2 separate regions of the Mus musculus genome follow, and region 2 is linked to region 1. A link is a contact called in public promoter capture Hi-C data. All regions are on one chromosome and are shown on one strand. The core of a region is the stretch at or near the end of the contact, and the rest is flanking DNA. Distances in the headings are between cores, read along the strand shown. Region 1 holds the start of Eif2ak3 (eukaryotic translation initiation factor 2 alpha kinase 3). Region 2 holds the start of Foxi3 (forkhead box I3).

Evidence for each region. Promoter capture Hi-C pulls out the DNA fragments that hold promoters and counts their contacts.
Region 2: a promoter capture Hi-C map of embryonic stem cells shows a contact between it and region 1. The contact joins the promoter of Foxi3 here to the promoter of Eif2ak3 in region 1. A contact is called at or near these places in 3 of 39 promoter capture datasets (cranial neural crest and embryonic stem cells), 3 of 484 Hi-C or Micro-C datasets (embryonic stem cells and nephron progenitors) and 2 of 115 datasets of contacts at active chromatin or transcription factors (both in embryonic stem cells).

Annotation. Positions count from the first base shown.
Region 1 is chr6:70,840,979-70,847,838 of GRCm38.p6, forward strand. It overlaps Eif2ak3 (eukaryotic translation initiation factor 2 alpha kinase 3), which reads left to right and starts at 3,537. Exons shown (of 17, transcript NM_010121.3): 1 at 3,537-4,043. The coding sequence starts at 3,748.
Region 2 is chr6:70,952,153-70,959,012 of GRCm38.p6, forward strand. It overlaps Foxi3 (forkhead box I3), which reads left to right and starts at 4,454. Exons shown (of 2, transcript NM_001101464.1): 1 at 4,454-5,048. The coding sequence starts at 4,457.

The DNA of each region.
Region 1 (6,860 bases), core at 2,287-4,786:
GTTTAAGAATCGTTTTTCAACTGATGCTAGTTTTCTGGCAACTTCCTCATGTCATTTGTTATAATCTATCACATATTTTTGAGTGAGCAATTAGTCAACTAATTGGGTTGAGGTTTTTTAAAAAAAAATCTGCTTTATGTTTCAAAATAATTTTTCTCCATGGATGCCTCCTAATCTCTGCATTCAGAGTGGCAAGCCGAGCTGTTTCTATGTCCTCAGACAGTCTAGGATATTGCTTCCACAACCCCCCTCTATCCTTCTTTCCACTTGTTTATTTCCTCTTCATCCTGGAGTATTTATTGATTCATCCGATAAATACTCGTTAAATGCTTAGTTCAACTACTTGAACTTAAAGCTGCATTGGTGAGCAAATGATCAGAAACCTTACATGCAAATAGAGGTACTCGGGCAATTGACATAAAAATAGTACACGCAGCATTTAAGTCCAAGAGAAATAAAGCAGAAAGAACATAGGGAATGAGGCTGTAAGGATTTCAGTTCAAATATGGTGGACAGGAGGTGCCTCGTTGGGAAGGTAATATAACTTTGAATAGCATGAAAACACATCTTGTGGGTGTCCAGATGTTTTATATTGAACTCTGTCCCTCCCCACTACATCTGTATGCTGAAATCCTAACCCCTAGTATCTCAGAACACAATTTGGATGTAAGAGCTCCCAGGATATGATTAAGTTAACCTGAAACCCCAGTGTGGGTTCTAATCCAGTATAGCTAATGTTTTACCAAGAATAAAAAGAAAGGAAGGAGAAGTTGCAAAGTGTTTAAAAGTGTGCATTGCTCTTGCACAGGACAATACTTTGGTTCCCAGCATTCACATCAAGCAGCTCAGAACCACCTGTACCTCCAGCTCCGGGGATCATATGCCTTCTTCTGACCTCCACAGGCACTGCGTGCGCTCACACATACAAACCTACACAGAGACCCACATACACACATTTTAAAAATAATTAAAGTGAAAATTTTCACATTAAAATTTACACACACACATAAATAAATAAATAAATAAATAAATAAATAAATAAATAAAATGGTATTCTCCCCGCTCCAATTCCTCCTCACCTCCTACTCACCCAACTTCAGGTTTTCTTTCTAAAATAAAAACAAAAACAGGAGGGAAAAAAAACACCAAAAATTAAAGCAGACAAGCAAACTGGAAAAAAATTAAGATAAAGACCTCTAAAACAAAACAAAAAGCACAAAAAATTAGCATATGCTTTGTCTTAACCAGGTAAGTACTCCTAGGCATGGGCCCACCCTGGAGTGTGGCTGATGTACTACCCAGTGAAACTCCATTGGAGAAAACTAATTTTCCCTTTCCCAGCAGTTATCTTGCAAATAGTGTCTTGCTTAGGGGCGGGACTTTGTATCCACCGACCACTGTCAGTGCTGGGTTTTGGTCTGGTTCCAGCCTGTGCAGATCTTTTGTATGCTGTCAGTTTCTGTTGAGTCCATGTACACATTAGTGGCACCGATGTTCTGGGAGTGGCCAATCACTTTTTGATTGGATTTAAGGCCCACTCCATAAGGTAGAACCCATAGCTGATGCTGACATTGTAGTGAAAACCTGAAACTAGACAGTCACATACTTAGGGGCAAATCTACTATTATTATTGTTATAAGGACATAGCAATAAAGCGACTACTGATGACATATTGCTATATCGTCAGTAGAGCACCATTCACCCTCATCAGAGAAGCGGCTTCTTGCAATAAAGACAGAAATTAACAAAGAGATCCTCAACTGAACAATATACAGAAAGTTGGGTACTCTGGAGCTCTCAGTCCTAAATAGGATATCTGTATCAAACCTCTCCCCACAAGGCTGTGTTTTGCACAGAAAAGATGGGAAGATTGTCAGAGTCATAGGTAGCAGGTAACTCCAAGGGAAGAGTTTCTTCCAGACACAACAGTACCAGTATACATACGAGCTTAAAATGGAATCTTTAAAAATAAATAAAAAGAGAAAGGGACCATATGAGCAGAGGAAAGTTCACATGAAGAAGCAATAGAGTAGCCATCTAACAAACCAAAAGGGGCCTCAGAAGAACTCGATTCTGATGGCTCCCGATGGAGGAATTCTAGCCTCTAGAACACATATGCTAGAGGGAATTTGCTATGACAGCCCTGGAGAATTAATATACAGGGCAAGAACTTCCGGTCCTTGGCTTTCATCCTAAGCAACACAGGGTAAGTTGAAGGTCATATCCTGCCCTGTAGGGAAGCAGGAAAACAAGGGACAAAATGTCTCATAGAGGAAAGGCTGAGTTCCACAGTGGAGGACACTTAGGAGGAAAAACGGGACTCCTCTTCGAATTTATTAAAACCATGTGAGTGAATCAGAGCAATCTGGGTGGAGCTGAGGAATACTAATGCCTGTGCAGTGTGTGTGAGATGAGAGAGGACAGGAAGACAAGGCGCTTTAGAGATTTGTTGTACAGAAGAGAGAAGGAATGTGGTGAGAACTAAAGGGAGAAATGGGTTTATAGGGATTGGGGCTGAGTGGAAATTAAGTGTGCTTCATGCAGATGGAGACCAGCGTACACAAACTGCCAACATCATTAAAAATCTTCCCAGTGTTTGGTTGGTGTTCTGAGTACACTGCTGAAGGATGCAACTTCTTACTCTTCCACACACCAGCTCTGAAATCTTCAGGGTATTCGCAACTACTTTAAGAGAATTTTAAACGCTTTGGTCAAACATTTGAACCTTCCCCACTTTGGTCGTTGTCGTTCTATTTCTCCTGAGGGCAGTGTAAAGCATGCCAAACCAACCGGGAGACTTAATAAATTTTTGTGACTGTGTGACCTTGTGCAGATTACTTCAAGTGCGCCAGGCCTGGGATCCTCCTTTATAAACAGGTTAAGAGGCGTTCCGGGCGCTCTGGGTTATCTGTTCTACAGATCACTGTCATCTCTATCAAAGCTGTAATTGTAATTCTTAATACCTTCCTAGCCACAAATTGGGCAACTCCTGAACTTCTAAGGACACATGACCTGTGCAGTCACTTTCCCCCAACTCTCATCCCTTCTTTCCAAATAAATTCGGCTTGGGAATAGCAAAAGCATCTATCCCTTTAAGATCAGCCACCTCCCGGCCACCCGGGACTCCTTTCCACTCTTCTTCCTTTCACAGGGGACGGTCCTCTTCACACTCAGAATCGGCCACGTACTAAGTGCCGCTTCCAACCAATCAAGAAGCAGTTAGCTCAGGCCTTTGAGGAGCATCCACTTTCACCAATAATCTCCAAGCTTTTCCCAGCGCCTCACTTTGAGGGGCGAGGCCAATCAGGGAATGGACCAATCCGTTCCAGAAGTGGCATTAGGGAACTGAAATGATTCACCAATCGCCTAAGAAGACTCTGGGGAGGGGCATTTCTCATTGGCCGTCGTTCCCGGAAAAGGGCCGGACTGCCACAGGGAAAACTACAATTTGATTGGTAGGTATAATGTTGACAACAAGGAACGCGTCTGCCTGGCTCGGAGTGGCAAGGCGCGCAACCAATCGCAGAGCAGACGCACGGAACCCTCGCTCAATGGGCGATGTCTGCACAAGGCTGTCACTCAGGTGGCAGTGGCTGAGACGTGGCCGGGCAGCTCTGCTGCTGCGGCGCGAAGTCGAGAGGCGGCGGGGTCCGTGGCGCGCGCTCGCAGTGCTCCGAGGCTCCGAGCGGCGAGACGGGCGGGCGCCGACGGCAGGGTCTCCATGCCCGCGCGTGGGGCGGGCCGCTGATGGAGCGCGCCACCCGGCCCGGGCCGCGCGCGCTGCTGCTGCTTCTGTTCCTGCTGCTGGGCTGCGCGGCGGGGATCTCGGCGGTCGCGCCCGCCCGCAGTTTGCTTGCTCCCGCGTCGGAGACAGTGTTTGGCTTAGGGGCAGCGGCCGCCCCGACTTCGGCCGCGCGGGTGCCTGCGGTGGCAACGGCCGAAGTGACCGTGGAGGACGCCGAGGCATTGCCGGCTGCCGCTGGCGAACCGGAGTCACGCGCGACGGAGCCCGATGACGACGTGGAACTGCGGCCTCGCGGCAGGTGAGAGGTTGGGAACTAGGGTCGGGGCACCTCTCGCAGGGATGCGAGTGACTGCGGACAAAGCAGAGAGCCGCGACACCTTCCTGTCCCACTCTGAGCGCCTGCCTGGTCCTGGCTGTGGGAGGGCAACAGCATCTTTAAAGGAGGATGAGGGATGCCTGGAGAATGCAACACCCGGCTTAGGGAAGAAAGTCACTTCCCCGCTTTCATTGTTTTCGGGCTTTAACCATATGCACTTTACACTCCCATTCCCAAATACTTGACTCGTTCTGTCCTGATTCTGTTGCGACAGGTAAAACGACTTTCAAAAGAGATGCCTACATTTATCCTTCAAATACAAGTCTGTTGTGGCTCCTGGTCGAGGGTTTTGATTTTCTGTTTCTCTAATTGAGATATGCGGGAACACCTGCATCAGAATTACCAGGGGGATGCTGGTTAAATGGACAGTTTTCTAGGCTCCGCCCCGGTTTTACTAAACCAGACCTTTTCTGGGTAAGAACAAGCACTCTCAAGAGCTCCGAACACACTTAGAGGTTAAAGTTTAAGGAGTGTGCTTGGGTTCTTTTATCCTAGCAGCTTTTTGATATTTAAAGGGGGTTAGCATAGTTTATTTCAGTTGGATTTCTTAGCCTTATAAACATACAAATTCAAGAGACAAGTTTTAAAGCAATTTTCAAAGTCTGCACAGAATGTAAAATACTTTAATAAAGTATTTTTCAGATAGCATGTGTGGAGAAAGTGGCACTATTTAATAGAAAGAATGCTAAAAGAGCATTAGGTAAATTAAGAGCTGCATCTAAATTAGAACATATCTAAGTTTGTAACATAGTAGTTATAGATTATAAAAAGTATCAGAACCTTGATCTAGGTACCCAGTGATTACCAGAAATAAACAGGGCAAGCCCTAAAATTCTCCATACACCATTTGAATAGTTATATTTAAGAATGTTTAAGTAATAAAGAATACAATTTCATCTATTTGCGAATGTATGAACTCTCCTAGATGAGTGAAACAGCTGTGAAGAGTAAATTACACGAAGTAGAGAGAACTATTCTGTTTTCCTTAGAACACACACCTGCAGCAGCAGGGACTTTCTAAAGCTGAGCAGAACCCCTGGGGTTATGGAGGTAGAGCAGGAAGCCTCTGCTCTTGGAAGGAATACGCAGTCAATCCAGCAATCGGGATGAAGCAGAAGGTCCTAACTGTAGGGCGGTTCAAATGAACAGTAGAAAGCAGTACAAAGGAACTGTCATGGGTGATGCACAGTTTGCTGGTGTATGCTGTGTAAGGCAAGGGATGAGGTAGGTTTATAGATAAGAAATGGCTGTGACAGAATGATTTGGTTCTTAAAAATGGGTAGAATTCTGATAGATGGTGGACTTAAGACAGCAAGAAGAATGGGGGTTGGAAATTATATTGAGACCATTTTGGGGAGCGTGTGTGCGTGTGTGCGTGTGTGTGTGTGTGTGTGTGTGTGTGTATTCTTCGCCTAACAGCATTATCACTTGGAACCACGTTAGACCTCCAGAATCAAGTACCTCCCAACCTACTAAGCACCTGCCTTGTAATAGATCACTGTGTGATTTATATACACATTAGTCTGAGAAATCTTAATCTTGAATGGTCAGGTCTATTTCTCTAGCAACAAGGTTTACTGAAACAAGGTAAAGATACTAGTATTATATTCCATTACTTGGGACTAATATGAGAGATAGTTGAAGCAAAATCTTAGTTCCTAGCAAGTGAGTTGGTTCTTCATCTCTTGATACAGCTGTATAAAGATCAAGAGTTAGTGGCCAGAAAATGATAGCAAACAGGAACATCAAGAGGCTTAGAGAATCTGGGAAGAAAAGGTAAGGGATGTTGGTCCTGATGCCTCAGAGATTTAGGTCATCCAGATTGATGCTTGCCAGGAAGATGGACATGAAAGACTTCAGCTAAAGGGAAGGCAGACAGATAGCTACAGTTATAAAGCAGAGAAGGTGCCCACAAGAAAGCCCCAGGAAATCTTATAGACAGCAGCAACATAGCTGACTAGGTTGGAGTATAGGACTGAGTCTGGAAAATTTTGGTGATGAGCACACTTAATAGTTTCATTAAACCAAGGAAGTAAGTTGCAAAGGGTAAGAATTACTCTCTTTCTGAATCACTCCCGACTTTCCTTCCTGGTAGTTTACCAGGAGGGAGCCTGTATGGACAGGTTGGAAATGAAAGGAAGGAAGGATAAGATACAGAGAAGCCATGGGAGGTAGGAGGCTTGCTGTGAGATCTGAGTTACAAAGGGCAGCAAAGGATTGCTTGTCAATCAGGAGGACCACTTTCCTCCTGCTCAGACACAAGTGAAAATAGAGGAGGTGTGTTGGGAGGAGAGAGTGTGTGGTCCCTGTTAACAGTAGTGTGGAGTCTGCAGAGTGTGAATGAGTGAGAAGTCATGGGCAAGCGGGTCCACAGGAGCTAAGTAGTCAGCGTTCTACCTAAGTGCTCTTCACAAGCCAAAAATCTGAAAATATTAGTTCCATAATAATAGAACAATATCCTGTTTGTTTCAAGGGGAGGGCTAGAGGGGCAGAGCTGAGTTAACCAAGCGTTGATTACAAACAGCTGTGAAGAACTCTGAAGCTTGCAGAAGGGGGTGAGGGGTGGCTGCTTTTTTGTGCCTTGTCTTTTGATGATTAGCCTTAGCAAGATGGGACCTACTGAGACTCAGTTCTCTCTTGTGATTGGCTTTCATCCACCTTACCTGGTGCCTGAATGTTGACTCTGTCTCAGGCATGTGACTGGCTGGATAAACACCCTTTTTCCAAAAAATGTAAACT
Region 2 (6,860 bases), core at 3,204-5,703, 110 kb after region 1:
ATTAGTTTTATTTTAATATATTACACACTGCATTATATTCTATAATAATATATAATATAACATATATCATATAGCTCATATATCTAATAATATATCATAATATATGTGTGTATACATGTATGTATATTTGAAGCTTATACAAAGATCATATATATATGACAGAGGCCAGAAAGCTGATGAAGTCATTGCTGGTTTAAAATCAGCCAATTTGAATATATGTGAGAGACATTTCTGAATGAAGTCCATGATTACATCTGCCAACTCCTGCATCCAAAGATGCTAAGTGGTTTCTGAACACTTTGATTTATTTCTGGCCAACCAACATGGAGTGTAAGCAGGCTGGGAAAGCCAGGCCATGGCCCTGGCTGGTTTAATAGAAGAATGGAAGTCCTTCATTCATCTGTATGCAGGTTTTCACTGTTGTATACCCAAGGACTTCTTGGCTACAGAAATCAGGCAGTCATGAAGAGTCCAGAAGCCTACTAAATTTTGTCAGATATGGTAAAGATAAGTCATTGAATTCCTCTTTTTCAATTTTGTGAAATGTGGGGAAATAGCTATCTCATGCTAATATTCTAGGCCTGTCTCTCTCTCTCTCTTTCTCTCTCTCTGACTATCTCTTTGTCTTTCTCCCTCCTTCTCTCCATTCCTTTCTTTTTCTTTTTTCTCTCTCTTTCCTTCCTTCCTTTTTCTCTCTTTAGTAATTTATTTTGTGTATATGTTTTGCCTGCACTTACTCATGAGCTAGATTCCCAGCCCCACACCTTTGTGAGACAGCGGAAGAATTAATTTTTTTTAGCAGAAAACTTCTGTCTTCACAGAGATCACATGCCTGATTGAAGATTTACAAATTGGCATCAGCATATCTTTAAATAACTTCTGCTCTTTTGGAAGTCTAATTTACCCTTAGTGAATCAACTTACTTTATACAGCTATGGCAATGAGACCTTAGGCCCTGGAAGGGTGGGCATAGGATAGCCTGAGCTTCCAGAGTCTCTTGGTTTCTTGGGTATGACTTTCTCTTCTGAAGCTCTGTGAGTGTAGGCATCCAATGTTCACCATGTGTAGACAGTGCCAGAGTCTAGGTTTATTCTCAACATTTGGGGGGAACAGGGTCTCCCTTACCTATATCTGGCTAGCCTGGAACCTACAGTGCAGACCAGCTTAAAACTGTTCCCTTGCCTCAGCCTCCTGGGTGCTGGGAATACAAGCGTGTGCACCACCGTGCCCAGCATGGCTTGTTCTTGAGTTCATAGTCTTGGTTACACCACCTCAGAAAATATTTGCATATCATTGGAAAGCTTGTTCCCCAGCTGCTCACTCCATTTTCCATTACCAGTCATAAATAGATGTAAACCATACATATTTGGTAAGGGGGTGGGGGGACGGTCCCTTCAGGCAGGACGATTGGGCCCACCTGCAATCCTAAACACTCGCAAATCCGAGGCAGCTGGATTGCTGAAAGTTCGGGCCAGCTTGGGCTACACTGCCAGAGGGGGAAAGAATTCAACTTCAGTGAAGTTTTGATTTACTTGAAGGTTGATGCACTGGAGCGCTGACTATAACATGCCAGATAGAAAGCCTTGTAGGAAACACGGGTACAGTGATGGTTCTCGGATTTTAAAATTACATTGGTTTATTATTTATCTGTTTGTTCTCTCTCTCTGCCCCTCTGTCTCTGTCTCTCTCTGTGTGTGTACAACTTGAGGGAGTCAGTTCTTTCCTTCCACTGTATGGGTCCCAAGGACTGTACATAGATCGTAAGCCTGGTAGCATACACCGTTACTCACTGAGCCACCCATGATTTCCAATTTTTGGAAACAACCACATGCAGCACTTGTCCACATTGGTTGGCATTTTAAATGAAGAGCAACCAAGGTCATTTTCAATTCATATGGCCCTGTCCCTCTTCTAGAAAGAGGAGACAATGCCAGCAAACCTATGTACCCATGTTTCTTTCTCTTTCTTTTTTTAATTTTTATTTTTATGAGTACACTGAAGCTTGTCTTTGGACCTACACTAGAAGAACGTGATTTCCAACTACCCCGGGAAACGCTGTAACAGCTGCAAAAGGTCGGTAGGTGGCTCTGCTCCTTTTAAATAAATTTATAAAAGACTCAGAACATGATCTGCTAAGCAGAACTTTTAATCAAAACAATAGACCACATCCTGAAAACTGTGGCCCCCTCCTCTCCTTTAGAATAGATGGGCGGCTTTAAAATTAGACCCAGGAGAACAATCGCAAACTGTGTATGGTTAAGCAATTTGTTAGGAGACCAGGGAAAGAATTATATTGTGAAGAACAGTTACAAAAAGGAAGATAGAGTCTGTCTCTTCATTCTTTACTTCCATTTAGAATGAAAGCAAACTGAGTATTGAAGCCTTCTGAACACTCACTTCCCATGCTTTACACTTCAGGTCACTCTACAGAAACGTTAGTTATTTAAAGTGTGTGCGTGTGTGTGTGTGTGTGTGTGCGTGTGTGCGTGTGTGTGTGTGTGTGTGTGTGTGTATGTGTGTGTGTGTGTGTGTGATTGCCCTCTAGGTCCCCAACTTTTACCTAGACCCTGTCATCTTAGCTTTAGCTCACACCTTTATACTTAAGAAAACGAATACCCAGTAGGGAGTTATAAAATTATAAGTGCTTGCCAAGCTGGGTCATAGTTTTCCACCTTGTTAACATTTCAGGAAAAGCCTCACCTAAAACCAAAGCCATTTGGAGGAATGGGAAGCCTGTTTTGTTTTTTATCTAAATAAAGAAAAATGTGTTTTAAACTAAAATATCGTTAAGGAGTCATAATTTCTCTTTTCAGACTCTTCCAAACGTCTTCAAAGAAGCAGGTGTTTTACAGTTGCAGTAATATCTCTCTGGTTCCAGAAAAGAGGATCGCTTACTTTCAAATGAGATAAACATTTTAGGCTTTCAAGTTTGCTAAGTACATAACTCTGATTTTAATTTTTAAAATTACTTTATTTACTCACTTATGTGGTGCGGGTGTCACAGCGAGTCAAATCATATAACTTTCCCGCGTCGGGTTTTCTCCTTCATCCCAGGGATCAAACTCCAGGCTTTAGGCGGGAAGTGCCCTTACCGTTCAGTCACCTTGTCGACAGACCCGGTCTGGCTTTTGTTTGTTTTCTATTTTGTTTTTTTAAGAGGTAAAAAGTTTAAAGTACAAAACTAAGACAATCATGTACATAAATAAATGTGGGTGCGGGGATTCTTTAGTAATATTCTAAACTGTCAGGCTGTAATCCGAAAATAGAAAAAAAAAGCCACCAATAACTTCGCCGCTTAAAGGAGAACTTTCAGATCTGTTTTTATCAAGAACACCTTTAGAAATATTTTGGATGGTAAAAGAGATAATTTTCTCGCTGTCGTTTTGGGTCGTTGGGTCGACACAGTATTTAGCTAATTGCTCTCCTGATGCTCAGAGAACCCCTTCAAAACTCGGAGAAGCTGAGAATAAAAAGACCCAGGCTATAAGCGCGTCTTGAACTACTTTAAGCTTTCTGCTTTTAAATGTTAATTCCAAAGCCACTTACCTAGCCGTCTTTGCAAATTTACCTTTTGAAAAATAACTGCACACCAAAATTCGGAACAAACCGGGTGAAATGAAATGAACAGTGCTTCCTGATTGTAAACAAACATACGGTTTAACTAGAAAGATGAATCACCACAAAAAGAGACAGTAAAAAAACAAAACAAAACAAAAACTTGAGAACCATTTCACACTTGGCCCAGAGTCGGGAAGAAAGGGTGCCTGTCGGGTTGTCATTCATGCATTCACATCTATTATTTTTGATGGCATGGAGCTGATCGATGGAGACCGAACGTGAGTGCTGTGCTAAATATGAATACTTCGAATGAAAAAAAAAAGTTTTAAAACTTTGGGACTTGTTAGAAAGGGAAGTGGAGGCTAGAGCAAATAAGTAGTCAATCCACTCAAACGGATTCACCAGCTTTTTAGGGACCAGCCGGTCCAGTTGGTGAAGTCTGTCTGTTGTTTCAGTACTCTGCTTTTTAGAGTAGGTTGATCGTACGCGGGCTAAGATGGGAGGATGGAGGGGAGGCGAGAAGGATGGATGACCAGACCGTAGGACAGGAGGGCCGGATAAAGGAAGGACCGATGGACGCTTTTCACCTTGACTCCGGAGCTAGCAGAAAGCAGCGGGGACCAGGCAGGCGGGGCAAAGGAGGCTGCATTCTGCTCCCGGGCACATGGGGCGTGGCGAGGGCGTGGACTGTGGAGCCTTGGTCGCCCAGCCTCCCAGGTATAAGAGACGCGGTACCCCCGCCCTCGGCGAGCTCCTCAGCGCTCCAAGTCGGTAGTCGCAGCGGAGGCCAGGGCGGGCCGTAGGGTTGGTCCGCCAAGGGATGCTCTCTCCGAAGTGCCGTGGCCAGCCCCGCTCTCCCAAAGCCGCTGCCGCTCTGCACCAGCCCTCGGTCGCCGACATGGCCCTGTATTGCGGCGACAACTTCGTATACTCGCAGCCCGCCGCCGCGCCTGGTGCGCCCCCGACCTCCAGGGCACCCTATGGGCTGTCCGACTACGCCGCACCGCCCGCTGCAGCCGCCAACCCCTACCTGTGGCTCAATGGGCCCGGCGTGGGCGGCCCAGCCTCCGCTGCCAGCTACCTAGGGGCCCCGCCGCCGCCTCCCGGAGCTGCGCCCGGACCCTTCCTGCAGCCTCCAGCCGCTCCGGGCACCTTCGCGGGCGCCCAGCGGGGCTTCGCGCAGCCCTCGGCGTCCGCACCCGCCTCGCCCGCCGGCTCGGCAGCCCCTGGCGAGCTGGGCTGGCTGTCGATGGCCAGCCGCGAGGACCTGATGAAGATGGTGCGACCACCCTACTCGTACTCGGCGCTCATCGCTATGGCCATCCAGAGCGCGCCTGAGCGCAAACTCACCCTCAGCCACATTTACCAGTTCGTCGCCGATAACTTCCCTTTCTACCAGCGCAGCAAGGCCGGCTGGCAGAACTCCATCCGCCACAACCTATCACTCAACGACTGCTTTAAGAAGGTGCCCCGCGACGAGGACGACCCAGGTGAGGATGGTTGGGCAGGTGCTTTCCGGCCGCGAAGCCGCGCACTTATAGGTCCTGAGAGCCGGAGCCCAAGATCCGGTCTGTGCGCGACCGTGGGGCCTTCTCATTACTAGAGCGGAGAACATGAGGGGTTAGTCACCCAAACCTGGTCTGGTAGGGATGCAGGAAACATCAGATCTCCACAGAAGACATGGTCCCTCACACTCAGAGCAGAAGCTAGAGGGCTAAACCAAAAAGTCCATACTCTCAAACAGGAGGTCGATTCAAGGAACAGCGTAAGTCACAGGAAGATAGATCGGACAGGGACAGGGACTCTCAGAAGCAGGGTGTTACAAATGATGAAAGAGGACATTGGGCCTCATTTCCTCCTTTGAATTCCTAAGGATCGATCTCCCTTTGTGGGCTAACTGAGGTTTGGGTAAGTTAAGATACGAGCACCCCGAATTGGCTTCCTGCTAGTCTCAATCCTGTACCTTGAGTGAAGAAGACTGCATAGGGCTGGGTTCTGAGTACTCCCTTACCTGGCAGAGGGAGGTGGAAGAGGAGTGAAGCTTACCAAGAAACAGATTCTTGCTTGAGGCTTCTTGAATGAAGCCAGAGCGGTTGTATTGGGGGATGGAACCCAGGGTCTCAGATATGCAAAGGATTAGCTCTACCATTGAATTACACTACTCTGTAGAATTCACTCTGGAGCAGTTTTCTAGTGCTGATGCTGTAAAGTGCAAAGTACATTTAAAAAGTTAATGTGATTAGGCATACCTTATCATTTAGGAGGTAGAGACTGGAGGATCAGAGAGTTCAAGGTCAGCTTCGTAGACTTTCTCTTAAATCTCACATTCTGTGTATGTTTTACAACACATTTTCATTTGGATACATCAGGTATCTTGATGATAGCCATTAGTGCCCGGTGGTGACACTTGTACAGGACGTGCAGTTTTTGACGATGCAACTTCCTGACTTAGTCTCTAAACCACCCAAGATTATTATATCAGTTGTCACATGTATTCCTTTGAACTTTAAAAAGTTCAAAAAATATTGTATCTGGGAAAGCTTTTTAAAAAACTACCAAATGAAGTGGACATTTCGGGATATGTCAGTAGGACTCAGTGGGCAGTGATGGCTTGAACCAAGTATTTGGAGGTTGGGGGTGGAGCTCAAAAAATACAGCACTTGCCTGGTATATTGAGATCTTGGGTTTACCCTCTTGCACTGGGAGAGGATGAAGAAAAGATAGTGATACCAAGATGGCTCAATAGACCTATCCAGATAGTTACAGATTCATTCTCTCTCTCTCTGTGTGTGTGTGTGTGTGTGTGTGTGTGTGTGTGTACACTCTTTACAGAGGCAAAGACAGGCATATCTCTTGAGTTTAAGGCCAGCCTGATCTACATAGCGAGTTCTGGGATAGGCAGAGCTACATAGTTGAGAGAGAGAGAGAGAGAGAGAGAGAGAGAGAGAGAGAGAGAGAGAGAGAGAAGGTTAGGAGACAGTCTACTTTAACGCTGCTTCTCCATGATGACAGTTGTGTGTGTAACTGGGCATATACAGCAGGTATCCAGTCTGCACCTCATCTCTCATCTGAAAATGAGGGCTGTGGTCCTGTTGCCTGTCTCCACAGAGCTGAGAGACATCTGAGCTTATCTATGAGAGCAGTCACTGCAAAGCAGTAGGTTAAGACCTTGAAACAGCAAAGGCCAAGTTAGGAAAAGCTGTTTGGGGGAAATCCTTCTGAGGTGATCGAGATATGTCCCACTTCAGTTATAGGAGGGCATTTCTTTCCTACAGAAGGCAAGTCTCGTGTGTATTTTAAAT